Regions from separate parts of the Sus scrofa genome. Here region 1 is linked to region 2. A link is a contact called in public Hi-C data. All regions are on one chromosome and are shown on one strand. The core of a region is the stretch at or near the end of the contact, and the rest is flanking DNA. Distances in the headings are between cores, read along the strand shown. Region 1 holds the start of CPT1A (carnitine palmitoyltransferase 1A (liver)). Region 2 has its middle 13 kb from the start of IGHMBP2.

Region 1 (5,559 bases), core at 3,047-5,546, 42 kb after region 2:
TCTTGGCCTTCACCCTGGAAGGTTGGAGGGTTCGAGACAAGGCTGCCCAGGGTGAGTGGCCCGGATCCAGACACAGGCCTGGCCTGCCAGCTGGCCCCAGGGCCCTCCCTCTCACGGTGTTTTGGGGTCCCGGCTGTGCTGACAGAGGAAGAGGACAGCCATGCCTGCCTGGGTGCTGTGCCTCGGGGGCCCTAGGGAGGCCAAGAAGGGAGAGGTGGGGACAGGGCAGTTTCCGGTCAGTGTGGCAAAGCGTTAGGATCTGTGTCTTCAGGGAGGAGTGTGTAGGTGTCTAACGTGTTTGCAGTTTCTCACGATTTCAGACAGAAAACACCTTGCTTTTTCTGTGTATGAAAGTCCTCATAATTCCTCGAGTCCGTGAGTTTATTAGCGGCCCGCCCCTCCCCCCTCCCCCAGCCTCCGGTGCTCCACCTGCAGGCAGGGCGCTCAGGAGGCCGGTGGGTTCCCAGTGGTGGGGAGGGCACTCCTAGCCAGGAGGGTCCTGATTCAGCTCCAGGCACCTCTGCCACACTGCCCATCTGATGCCCTTGCGGTAGATACCCTGACGGACAGGTTGGCCGACTGGTGGCCAGGACGCCTCCATCAAAGTGGGGAAGAGCCCCCAGCCCCCAGGGCCCACGGCAGGAGGCGGGGAGTTGAAAGGCTTTTCTCCTCTGAACTTGCCCGGGTGTTGACCTTTGAGAGAAAGGTCCCCCATCTTAGAGATGTCAGGGACCCTCTGGCACGGTGACCCCGAGGAGATGCTTCGAGGAGCCCGCGGCCACGGCCAGCCTGTGGGAAACGGTGGTGGCTGCATCCTCATCAGTTCGTCCGGTTGCTGCAAGGGGGTGACTCAGAGGGGAGAGTAGGGTGGTGCGTTTGGGCTGCACCCAACCCACCTGGGTGGGAGGTTAGGAGCTGGGGGTGCGTCCTGCGAGGGTACCAGGTCAGGGAACGGACTGGCTGACGCTGAGGGAGCACATGAAAAGTCTGGGGATGCTTTGAAAGTGACCCTCAGGGCTCCCGTTGTGGCTTGGTATGTTAAGAATCTGACTAGTATCCTTGAGGATGCAGGTTCGATCCCCAGCCTTTCCCAGTGGGTTAAGGATCTGGTGTTGCCACAAGCTGTGGTGTAGGTCAGCAGCTACAGCTCTGATTGGACCCCGAGCCTGGGAGCTTCCCTATGCTGCAGGTGTGGCCCTAAAAAGGAAAAAAAAAAAAAAAAAAAAGTTGGTCTGCAAAGTGGGGGATTTGGCACCAACTACGGTGAATAGGTGTTTTGTTTCTTTAAACATATTTTAAGAAATTATTAGAGAAGTTCCCACTGTGACACAGTGGGTTAAGGTCGCTGCGGAGGCAAGGGTTTGATCCCTGACCTGGGAACTTCTGTGTGCTGTGGATGGGGCCGAAGAGAAGATATTAAAGAATATCACAGACATATGCAGAGAGAAGCAGGCGTAAAGACCTTCATTTGGGAGGGAGTTCCTGTTGTGGCGCAGCAGAAACGAATCCAACTAGGAACCATGAGGATGCAGGCATGTTCGATCCCTGCCCTCGCTCGATGGGTTAAGGATCTGGTGTTGCCCTGAGCTGTGGGGTAGGTCACAGACTCAGCTTGGATCCTGTGTTGCTATGGCTGTGGCGTAGGCCGCAGCTGAAGCTCCAGTGGGACCCCTACCCTGGGAACCTCTGTATCCTCTATATGCTGCAGGTGCGGCCTTAAAAAGCCAAAATAATAAAGACTTTCCATTTGGCCACTGCAACTTTCTCTGTCTATCCTCCCCCGACCCCCAAGGATTTTGAAGCAAATAGGAGACAGGCTAAAAGATGAGTGTATTGGTGGATATTTCAGTGTGTATCACCAAAAGACAGGAGCTCTTTTATTTTTATTTTATTTATTTATTTTGTCTTTTTGCTTTTTCAAGGGCCGCTCCCGCGGCATATGGAGGTTCCCAGGTTAGGGGTCCAATCGGAGCTGTAGCCACCGGCCTAGGCCAGAGCCACAGCAACGAGGGATCCAAGCTGCATCTGCAGCCTACACCCCAGCTCACGGCAACGCCGGATCCTTAACCCACTGAGCAAGGCCAGGGACTGAACCCGAAACCTCGTGGTTCCTAGTTGGATCCATTAACCACTGTGCCACGACGGGAAAATCAAGACAGGAGCTCTTTTAGAAATATCTACAATATTATATGACAGCTAAAAGCATTGAACACTCTTTTTTTTTTTTTTTTTTTTTTTTTGGCTGCACCGGTGCCATGTGGAAGTTCCCAGACCAGGGATCGAACTTATGCCACAGCTGCAGCGACACAGATTCTCGACCCGGCTGTTCCTCGAGGAACCTTACTATCTATCTGTCTATTTATTTATTTTGTCTTTTTTAGGACTGCTCCTGAAGCATATGGAAGTTCCCAGCTAGGGGTCCAATCAGAGCTGCAGGTGCTGGCCTGTACCACAGCCACAGCAACACTGGATCCTTAACCCACTGAGTGAGGCCAGGGATCAAACCCGCATCCTCATGGATCCTAGTTGGATTCGTCTGCTGCACCACAAAGGGAATTCCCTGAGCGGACTTCAGAATAGACATAGGAACTGATCTCCTGACTTAGGGCCTTTGGATGCTGTCCACTGTCCTTGGCAAGGAACTTGGCTGCCTTGGGGCCCCCTTCTGGGAAGTTAGCCCCCATCCTGAGTGCAGCTGCCCCGCCTCCCCCACCCTAAGCCCAGGCACCCTGCCTTCCCCACCCTGAGCCCAGGCACCCTCCCTCTCCCACCCTGAGCCCATGCACCCTCCTTCCCCCACCCTGAGCCCATGCACCCTCCCTCCCCGACCCTGAGCCCAGGCACCCTCCCTCTCCCACCCTGAGCCCATGCACCCTCCCTCCCCCACCCTGAGCCCAGGCACCCTCCCTCCCCGACCCTGAGCCCAGGCACCCTCCCTCCCCGACCCTGAGCCCAGCCGCCCTGCCTTCCACCTTAGCTGCCACCCTGACCGCACTCCAGTCCTTTCACAGCTCTGCCTCCGGGCCTGAACGTTGTTCCCTCTGGCTTCTCCTTCTGGACATCTCCTGGTTGATCCTGTCACCTGGGAGGTCCCCTCTGTCACCCCCTCTTCTTTCGCCCTGCCCCGCCCCCCAGCTGTGGGAGGGCAGTGCCAGTGTCCCCTGTCCGTGCCCCTGTCCTGTACCTCCAGGGCGGTCGACACATTCTCGTCGAACAGGCGAATGATTGAAAGTTGGAATTGTTTGTCCTGAGTAGTGGTGAAAACTAAGTTTGACGTTTGTGCCCGGGTGGCTCTGAAACCCCTTCTCCTTGATTTGGATGGTCCGGCACCTGCGCACGGGGGGCTTCTTAAGTCGGGAGAAAAGGAGAACTAGAGGGTGAGGCAGATACACACTTACAATTTTGGGTGTTTTTTTGTGGTTCCCCATTATGGCTTTTTTAGCTCCTTTTTTATCCACACGTGCTCGGCACAGAGTTCAGGAGCTGGTGGTGGCGAGGGCCAGTTGGGAAGGACCGAGGGAACAGGTGCGTCAGGATCCTGCCAGGTGGGAAGATGGACTCAGAAGATGCCCAATGGGGAAATGAAAGGAGCTTTAACAGAGGGGCCAGGCCTGCCCCTAGGGAGGTGGTCCTTGGCCCCTCGGGCTGTTGACATCATTTTGATTCCAGCAGTCTCAGGGGAGGAAGGCGGGGCCTGTCCTGTCCCCTCCCTCCCCCCAAGGGTTCTGGGCATCTGGTTTTCCTGTGCAGCCTAAAGCAGTTTCTCTGAGCAGCAACCACACGCGTGAGGCCAAGGCATTCTGTGTCCGTCTGTGTTTGCACCTGGAGATAAGGGATCAGGTCCCCTGGGGACTGTTTGTGGACTTTCTGTGCCAGCCTCCAGGCTGGCTGGCCAGCAGGAATGGGATTATTTGCAGTACAAGTTGCTAAACAGCCACCAGCTTCGGTGTGGCAGCTGGGTGTGGCCCGGGCAGCTGCCCCCAGGAGGCAGGGGGGCAGAGATCAGTGGGAAGGCTAGGGCTGGGGTGGGAGTGGGGAGTGAGGCAGGGGGTGGGGGGGTGGGGGGGATGTTCCACTTCCGGACCCCGCTGTCCCCCAGGGCCTCCAAGCAGAGGCGGCGATTGTCTGTGTCCCTCTGGACAGGCGGAGGAGGGGCCATCACAGAATTGGACGGATGATGAAAAATCAATCTATCAAATGGGAGGAAGCGCTTAAATTCAGAACGGCTTTCGTGTCTATACAAGTAAGGGCTTTTCTAAGCCCCAGTAAATAGTCATTTCTCCCCTCGTCTCTCCAGGCTACTGCTCACCATGGCAGAGGCTCACCAAGCCGTGGCCTTTCAGTTCACGGTCACTCCGGATGGGATCGACCTTCGAATGAGCCATGAGGCCCTCAGGCAGATCTATCTGTCTGGACTTCATTCCTGGAAGAAGAAGTTCATCAGATTCAAGGTGAGGTTGCGGGTTCGATCCCTGGCTTTGCTCAGTGGGTTAAGGATCTGGCGTTGCCGTGAGCTGTGGTGCAGGCCGGCAGCTGTAGCTCCGATTCAACCCTAGTCTGGGAACCTCCATATGGCATGGGTGCAGCCCTAAAAAGGCAAGAGAAGAAAAAGAAGAAAAAGAATTGTTTAAGGAGTTCTTTGGTGGCCTGAGTTGATTAAGCATCTGACTTAGGGTCACAAGTCTCTCCAGAGAGAATTCGATAACGCTTTGAGAGGTTTTTAATCCATTGTTTCAGTCAAATCAATCTCTTACTAAGATGGCTTCAGTAAGGGTTTTTGCTTTTTTTTTCCTTTTTCAGCTGCACCCTCGGCATAAGGAAGTTTCTGGGCCAGGGACTGAATTCGAGCCAGAGCTGTGACCTCTGCCACACCGGTGGCAACACCGGATCCTTAACTTGCTATGCCACAGAAGGAACGCCAAGAACTTTATTTTTTAAATTTGTTTTGGAAGCAGCGACTCTCAGCATTTTGCCCATTTTGTGTCATACCCCACTCCCCCACCCCCGACTCCAGGCGGGGCTTTGGCTGCAGCTTCTTCGGGTGAATTCCCCACGTGGGGGGCGATCTCCCTTAAATGCCTCAGGGTTAGGTGGTGTCTGGTTCAGGAGTCTAAGGGGGCTTGGCTCTGGGCAGGGGGAGGTCTTGGGGCACCCTGGGCGTAGCAGGTTGCGGGAGGGACCTGAGGGTTGTCTGGGTGGCCAGTGTCCTGAGTCAGCCTGGATGGAGCCCCAGGACTTGTGTGTTACATTGTGTGTTAAACCAACCTGGGGCGGTCGCTCTCCGGGGAGGTGGTAGCGGTCCTGGGGTGGTCGCTCTCCGGGGAGGCGGCTCTAAGGAGGGTTTAGATGCACACGAAGCAGAGGAAGGAAAGGAGCCGAAGGTGGAAGGCCTGGGGGCTGGAGGCTCGGGGGAGGGTTTCCAGCAGCGACCGCGTGGTCATTGCCCACCTGCGTAAACCAGCCCCCCGCCCCCGACAGCTCCCGGCCCCCACCCCCGGGAGGGCTGTCGCTCACGCGCCCCGTGTCTGTCGGTAGAATGGCATCATCACCGGCGTGTTC
Region 2 (5,276 bases), core at 1,724-4,223:
TGACCCACTGACAGCATCTGGGTTCACGCCGGGCCGTGTGCTCTTGCAGTCACCGTGAACCCACAGACCGTCCTCAGGATAAACTCCATCGAGATCGCTCCGTGTTTGTGCTGATCATCCAGCTGATGTTTACGGAGAAGTGAAAATAAACTCGTTTTCCAGGAGACCCGGTTTCTGTGTTCCAATATAGACACTCTGATATAAAAAGCTCGGTCCCATCGTGGACTGCTGCAAATCGGGCGCCGTGACTGAGCTTATTCTCGGGGAGCAGGAGGAATTCAGGAAGAATCACAGGCACGGCCTCCCAGGGCTGGAGCCCCGCGCTTGTGTAAGAGGCCACTGCTTCTGGCCGCCCTCTCCCCCAGCGCCGCGGGCTACAGACCCGAGCCGTCGACGCCAAGAGAGACAACCTGAATTCCATCGCTTGGGCAACCCAGTCACCTGCTTCTAGCCGTTAGCTTTTCTAAGCAGCCGGGTTTCAGATCGTGGGTCTGGGCGCAGAGTCCCTGCTCGTGTCCTTTTGCCCCTTGTCGCAGCGCGTGTGGGCGACGCTGTGACTGTGGGCAGCACAGCAGCTCTGGGAACTGCATGCGAAGGGTCAGAGCAGAGGGACCGGAGGAGTTTCCGTCTTGATCTTGAAGCCGGCGGCCTGTCCCGGAGGGTTGGGGGCCGCCCAGGTCTGTTTGGGGTGCATCAGGCGGGCAGCTAGCCTGTGTCAGAAGGGAGGGGTCGTGACACAGTGGCAGGGGTGGAGGGCAGATGGACGGGCTTGGGGTTGGGGGGCGCTCTCAGGGGCCCCAGGCCTCTGGTTCTGTGTCAGTCACAGAGGCCAGGCTTCCTGCAAGAGAATTGCTTTCAAGTAACAATAAAACCTTTTATCAAACCGTAGTTGCCACTTTCTTCTGCAAGATTCCTTCCAGAGTCCCCAGAGGAAGGGGGTCGTCCTTGTGCCCCAAGGCCTCCCCAGTCTCCCCCTCCCCCCTCAGGTACCTGGTCCACTTGGGGGATGCCCGCCCCGCTCCCTCCCCTGCAGTGCCCTCTGTGTCCAGCAGGGGGCAGCAGTCCCGCTGGATGAGGTGATCCTGGATTGGGCCTGTTAGTGCTGCAGGGACTTGGGGACCGGGATCCCTAGCGGAGTGCTCTCCTCGCAGGCCTGGCTCTCCAGGTTCTCTCCGCCAACTCAGCACCCCTCCTGTGGTCCTTCCACATGCAGGTTATAAAGGTCAAGACAGGAGGCCTTAGCGTCGTGGCACAGTGGAAATGAATCTCACTAGGAACCATGAGGCTGCCGGTTCGATCCCTGGCCTCAGCGGGTTAAGGATCTGGCGTTGCTGTGAGCAGCAGCGTTGCTGCAAGCTGTGGTGTAGGTTGCAGACACCGCTTGGATCTGATGTGGCTGTGGCGTAGGCTGGCAGCTGCAGCTCCAATTCGACCCCTAGCCTGGGACCCTCCATATGCTGCGGGTGTGGCCTAAAAAGCAAAAAACAAACGAACAAAAAAAAAACATTCGGAAGTGATCATGAGGGCAGTGGGTTAAGTATCCAGCCTTGTTGCAGCTGTGGTGTAGGTGACGTCGCAACCCTGGAGCAGGTTTGATCCCTGGCCTAGAAACCTCCAGAGACCACAGGTGCAGCCAAAAAAAAAATTAGCCAAAAGCAGAAATAATTTGTCCGTGCAGAGATGGGTCAGAAGTACATAGTGTGATAGTTACACAACAAGATGCCTGTCATTAATGCCACCGAATTGTCCGTTAAAAGTGGTCAAGTTGGTAAATGGATGTTATATTTTTACTGCAATTTTTTTTAAACAGTGAAAAAAACCATCAGGTTAATGTCACATCACTTGACTGGGGAAAAAAAAAAGTGAGCAAAACTTGGATCCCCGTGGTTGTCTCTGATGACTCTTCTCCCTCCCAGCTGTTCTCGGCGGGTGGCTGGACACTTTGGGTCACCTCGGGTTGGCGGGAGGCTCCGGCCTCAGCCCAGTGCCGGCTGGGATCACCCAGGCGGGCTTTCTCTGTTCCCTTTTTCACCGGAAGGCTGTGCTGCTCTGCCATCCGTGTGGGCTTCACCCTGGCCTCCAGGCACCTGCTCGCCTCACCCCACCCTCGCCCTGTTACTAACCCAGCCACCCATCCCCCCCCCGCCCCCGTGACCACAGCCACCCACCTGCCGGCACCACCTTGGCCTCACCCAGCCCGAGCTCTGCCCTCCACCCAGCCAGTTTGCTCTGCTGGACCGCCGGGCTCACCCTCTCAGGGTGTGGCCCGAGGCCCAAGGCTGCTGTTCCCTTTAACCTCCCAGTGGGTCCCAGCTCCGACAGAGAGAGAGTAGGGGTGACACACATAAGGCACGAGTGCGAGGGGAAGATGGGACACAGGACGGCCCAGGAGCAGGCTCGAGGGCTTTGGTCAGACGTGGCCTCCATCACTAGCCAGGTACCTGGCTGCCAATGGGACGTGTCACTAGCTCAGAAGGGGCTGCGGGGCCGTCCGTCTCAGAGGGTCCCTCCCCAGGTCACTATCTTCTTCCAGGTGTCAGCCCATCTCTTTCTCTGTCCCCGGATTCTCCCCGCCTCCCTCCCCCACTAGCCCCCAGCTCCAGGCAGGGACCTATCTGCTTTATTCACTAATGTCCACGGGGCGTCCACTACCCCACCTGGCCCTCGGCAGGGATGCAGGTGTCAGAACCCCGGCCCCACGATGCTGCTGACCGGGCGCGGGGCCCCGCTGCGGGCTGAAGTGGCTCCTCTGTGTGTGGGTCTGGGGCCCCGCCGGAGGCGGCAGGCATGTGGGGAAGAGAGGAGTCCCTGCTCCAGGCGGGACGAGGAAGACAGAGTTAGAGAATTCTAGAAGCCTCCAACATGTAAATCATAATGCGGTGGGGAGGCGGCGGGGGGGAGGGGAAGCTGCTCAGGTTCCTGCTGTCCCAGCGGTGGCTTCCTCCCAGCATCGCCACACCCCCCGGGGCTCAGACTCCTGGGGCCACTTCCGACGATGAGTCAGGGCGCCAACCTGCAGGGACAGGCCCTGGGAGATAGGAGCCACACCTGGCGGCCCGGTGCCCTTTCACCCACTGCCAGCAGCGCCGCAGAGGCGGGCGGGGCGCAGAGGCCAGGCCACCAGAGCTCCCCCGGGACGCCGGCTGCTTTTCTGCTCCCTTTCCTCCAGGAACACAGCGTTCCCTGCCCCGCCCCGCCCCAGCACAGAACTCCGGCTGCGGAACAGAATTGCCAGACGGGGTCCCGCCCTCCCCCAGTCCAGGGCTGGCTGTCCTGGAATGGTCTCAAGGGCCGAAGATCACTTCCTAGGGTGGCGCAGCAAGTAATGAACCTGACGAGTCTCCATGAGGGTTCAGGTTTGCTCCCTGGACATTGAAGATGAGACTCTGATCCCACGTGGCTGTGGCTCTGATTTGACCCCTAGCCTGGGAACTTCCATATGCTGCAGATGCGGCCCTAAAATGACCAAAAAAAAAAAAATCCCACCCACCCACCCCCGCACCCGCCAGTCGCCAGGCTAGCTCAGTTGCAGAGCATGAGACTCTTAAAGTAACCCCCACTAAATAAATAAATAAAACAAAGAGTTCCCTGGTGGCCTAGTGGTTAAGGACCTGGTGCTTTTACTGCTGGGATGTGGGTTCGGTCCCTGATGTGGTAACTTCCGCATGCCGCGGGCAGGACCAAAAAAATAAAGAAAATAAAATAATAGAATTGCTTTGTGTGAGGGCTGTCTGGAGCCAGCAGGCCAAAGAGGAAACCATGCAAGGGGTACGAACGATGCAGCCCCAAGGGCAGAGATGCGCCTGGCCTGGGAGGCCCAGGCAGGCCAGGCTTTGATGACAGTGATGTTTGCCGGTGCTCTGGCCTCGGGGCGCTGAAGACTAAACTGCAGAGGAGTGATAGCAAGTCTCAGCGCTGGCTGCACTTCAGAATCATCTGGTATCTTCGTGGGACAGACTCTGCAATGCAACCAGAACAGATAAACCCTTTCTCTGCAGGGGCTTCACACAGGAAGGTTTTATTTCTCACTCACGGAAAACCCGGAAGGGTTGGGCGACGTCTCTAAGGAGCCTAGAGCAAACAGGGTGCTGGAAGGTACAGTTTTCCGGGGTGCTCAGGCAGAGAAGCCAGTGTACACACAGGAGCTTTTAAAATCATTGGAGTTCCACTGTGGCGCAGTGGGTTAAGGATCTGGTGTTGCCACAACTGTGGCATAGGTCACAGCTGCAGTACAGGTTCGATCCCTGGCCTGGGAACTTCCACATGCTGCAGGTATAGCCCCCCCCAAAAAAAAACCACCACTGCCAAACCCCAGCCCCCCCCCCCGCCCCGTTCTGATCTAACAGATTAAGGGTCCAGCATTACCACAAGCTGCAGCTTGGATCTAGTGTTACCGTGGCTGTGGTGTAGGCCAGCAATTGCAGCTCCAATTCAACCCCTAGCCCGGAATGTCTGTATGCCACAGGTGCAGCTGTAAAGAGAAAAAGGAGGGAGTTCCCGTTGTGGTGCAGCAGAAATGAACCCAACTAGAATCCATGAGGACGCAGGTTCAATCCCTGGCCTCGATCAGTGGGTTAAGGATCTAGCATTGCCATGAGCTGTGGTGTAGGTTGCAGATGCGGCTATGACCCCACTTTGCTGTGGCTGTGGTGTAGGCTGGCAGCTGTAGCTCCAATTCAGCCCCTGGCCTCAGAACCTCCATATGCCAAAGGTGTGGCCCTAAAAAGCAAAAAAAAGAATAAAAAAGAAAGAAGGAAGGAAAGAAAGAAAGAGGGAAAGAAAGAAAGGAAAGAAACAGAAAACTGAGAGGGAGCTCCCTGGTGGCACAGAAGTTTAAGGCGTTGCCACTGCTATGGCTCAGGTTTGATCCCTGGTCTAGGAACTTCCACAACACAAAACCACCTGTTCTTCCTGCCCCTCCCCCTCCCCACTATCACGTTTAATGTTACCTATGAATGGCACGAATGAGAAGTGGCCGTGCGCACATGCCAGGGCTGCCCAGCGTTTCTTCACGGGGTCCTTTCAGCTGCCCAGGTCAACCGAGCTGCCTCAGAGGCCCAGCTCCGATGGGCAAACCATTTCATCTTTACGAGCCGCAGGCTCCTCCGCCAAATGGGAACAGGGCAGCCCTTGCTTGGTGGGGACTTGGCATCAGCCATTAGCCTCAGCGTCCAGAAGGATGCAGAGACCCCTCCCCCGGCCGCCATGGTACTCTGTCACCTCAACCTACCTGCCAGGCGATCGCCTTACAGACATCTCTTTCTGCTCCTGGCCTG

The links. Hi-C and Micro-C count contacts between places; a contact is called where the count stands out from the background.
Region 1: a Hi-C map of liver shows a contact between it and region 2, with 6 times the contacts expected there. The contact joins the promoter of CPT1A here to the enhancer-like site in region 2. A contact is called at or near these places in 1 of 5 promoter capture datasets (liver), 9 of 47 Hi-C or Micro-C datasets (alveolar macrophages, embryonic fibroblasts, epiblast stem cells and 4 more) and 1 of 2 datasets of contacts at active chromatin or transcription factors (skeletal muscle).

Annotation. Positions count from the first base shown.
Region 1 is chr2:4,246,346-4,251,904 of Sscrofa11.1, forward strand. It overlaps CPT1A (carnitine palmitoyltransferase 1A (liver)), which reads left to right and starts at 4,297. Exons shown (of 20, transcript NM_001129805.1): 1 at 4,297-4,451; 2 at 5,536-5,559. The coding sequence starts at 4,311.
Region 2 is chr2:4,205,483-4,210,758 of Sscrofa11.1, forward strand. No RefSeq gene overlaps it. Among named protein-coding and RNA genes, the nearest start is that of IGHMBP2, 13 kb to the left of the region's middle. Within about 2 kb of position 2,974, at least 30 of the 83 cell types and tissues checked have an H3K27ac peak or open chromatin away from gene starts, as enhancers often do. A contact at or near this core is called in epiblast stem cells, liver, retroperitoneal adipose tissue and 1 more, where this site is marked.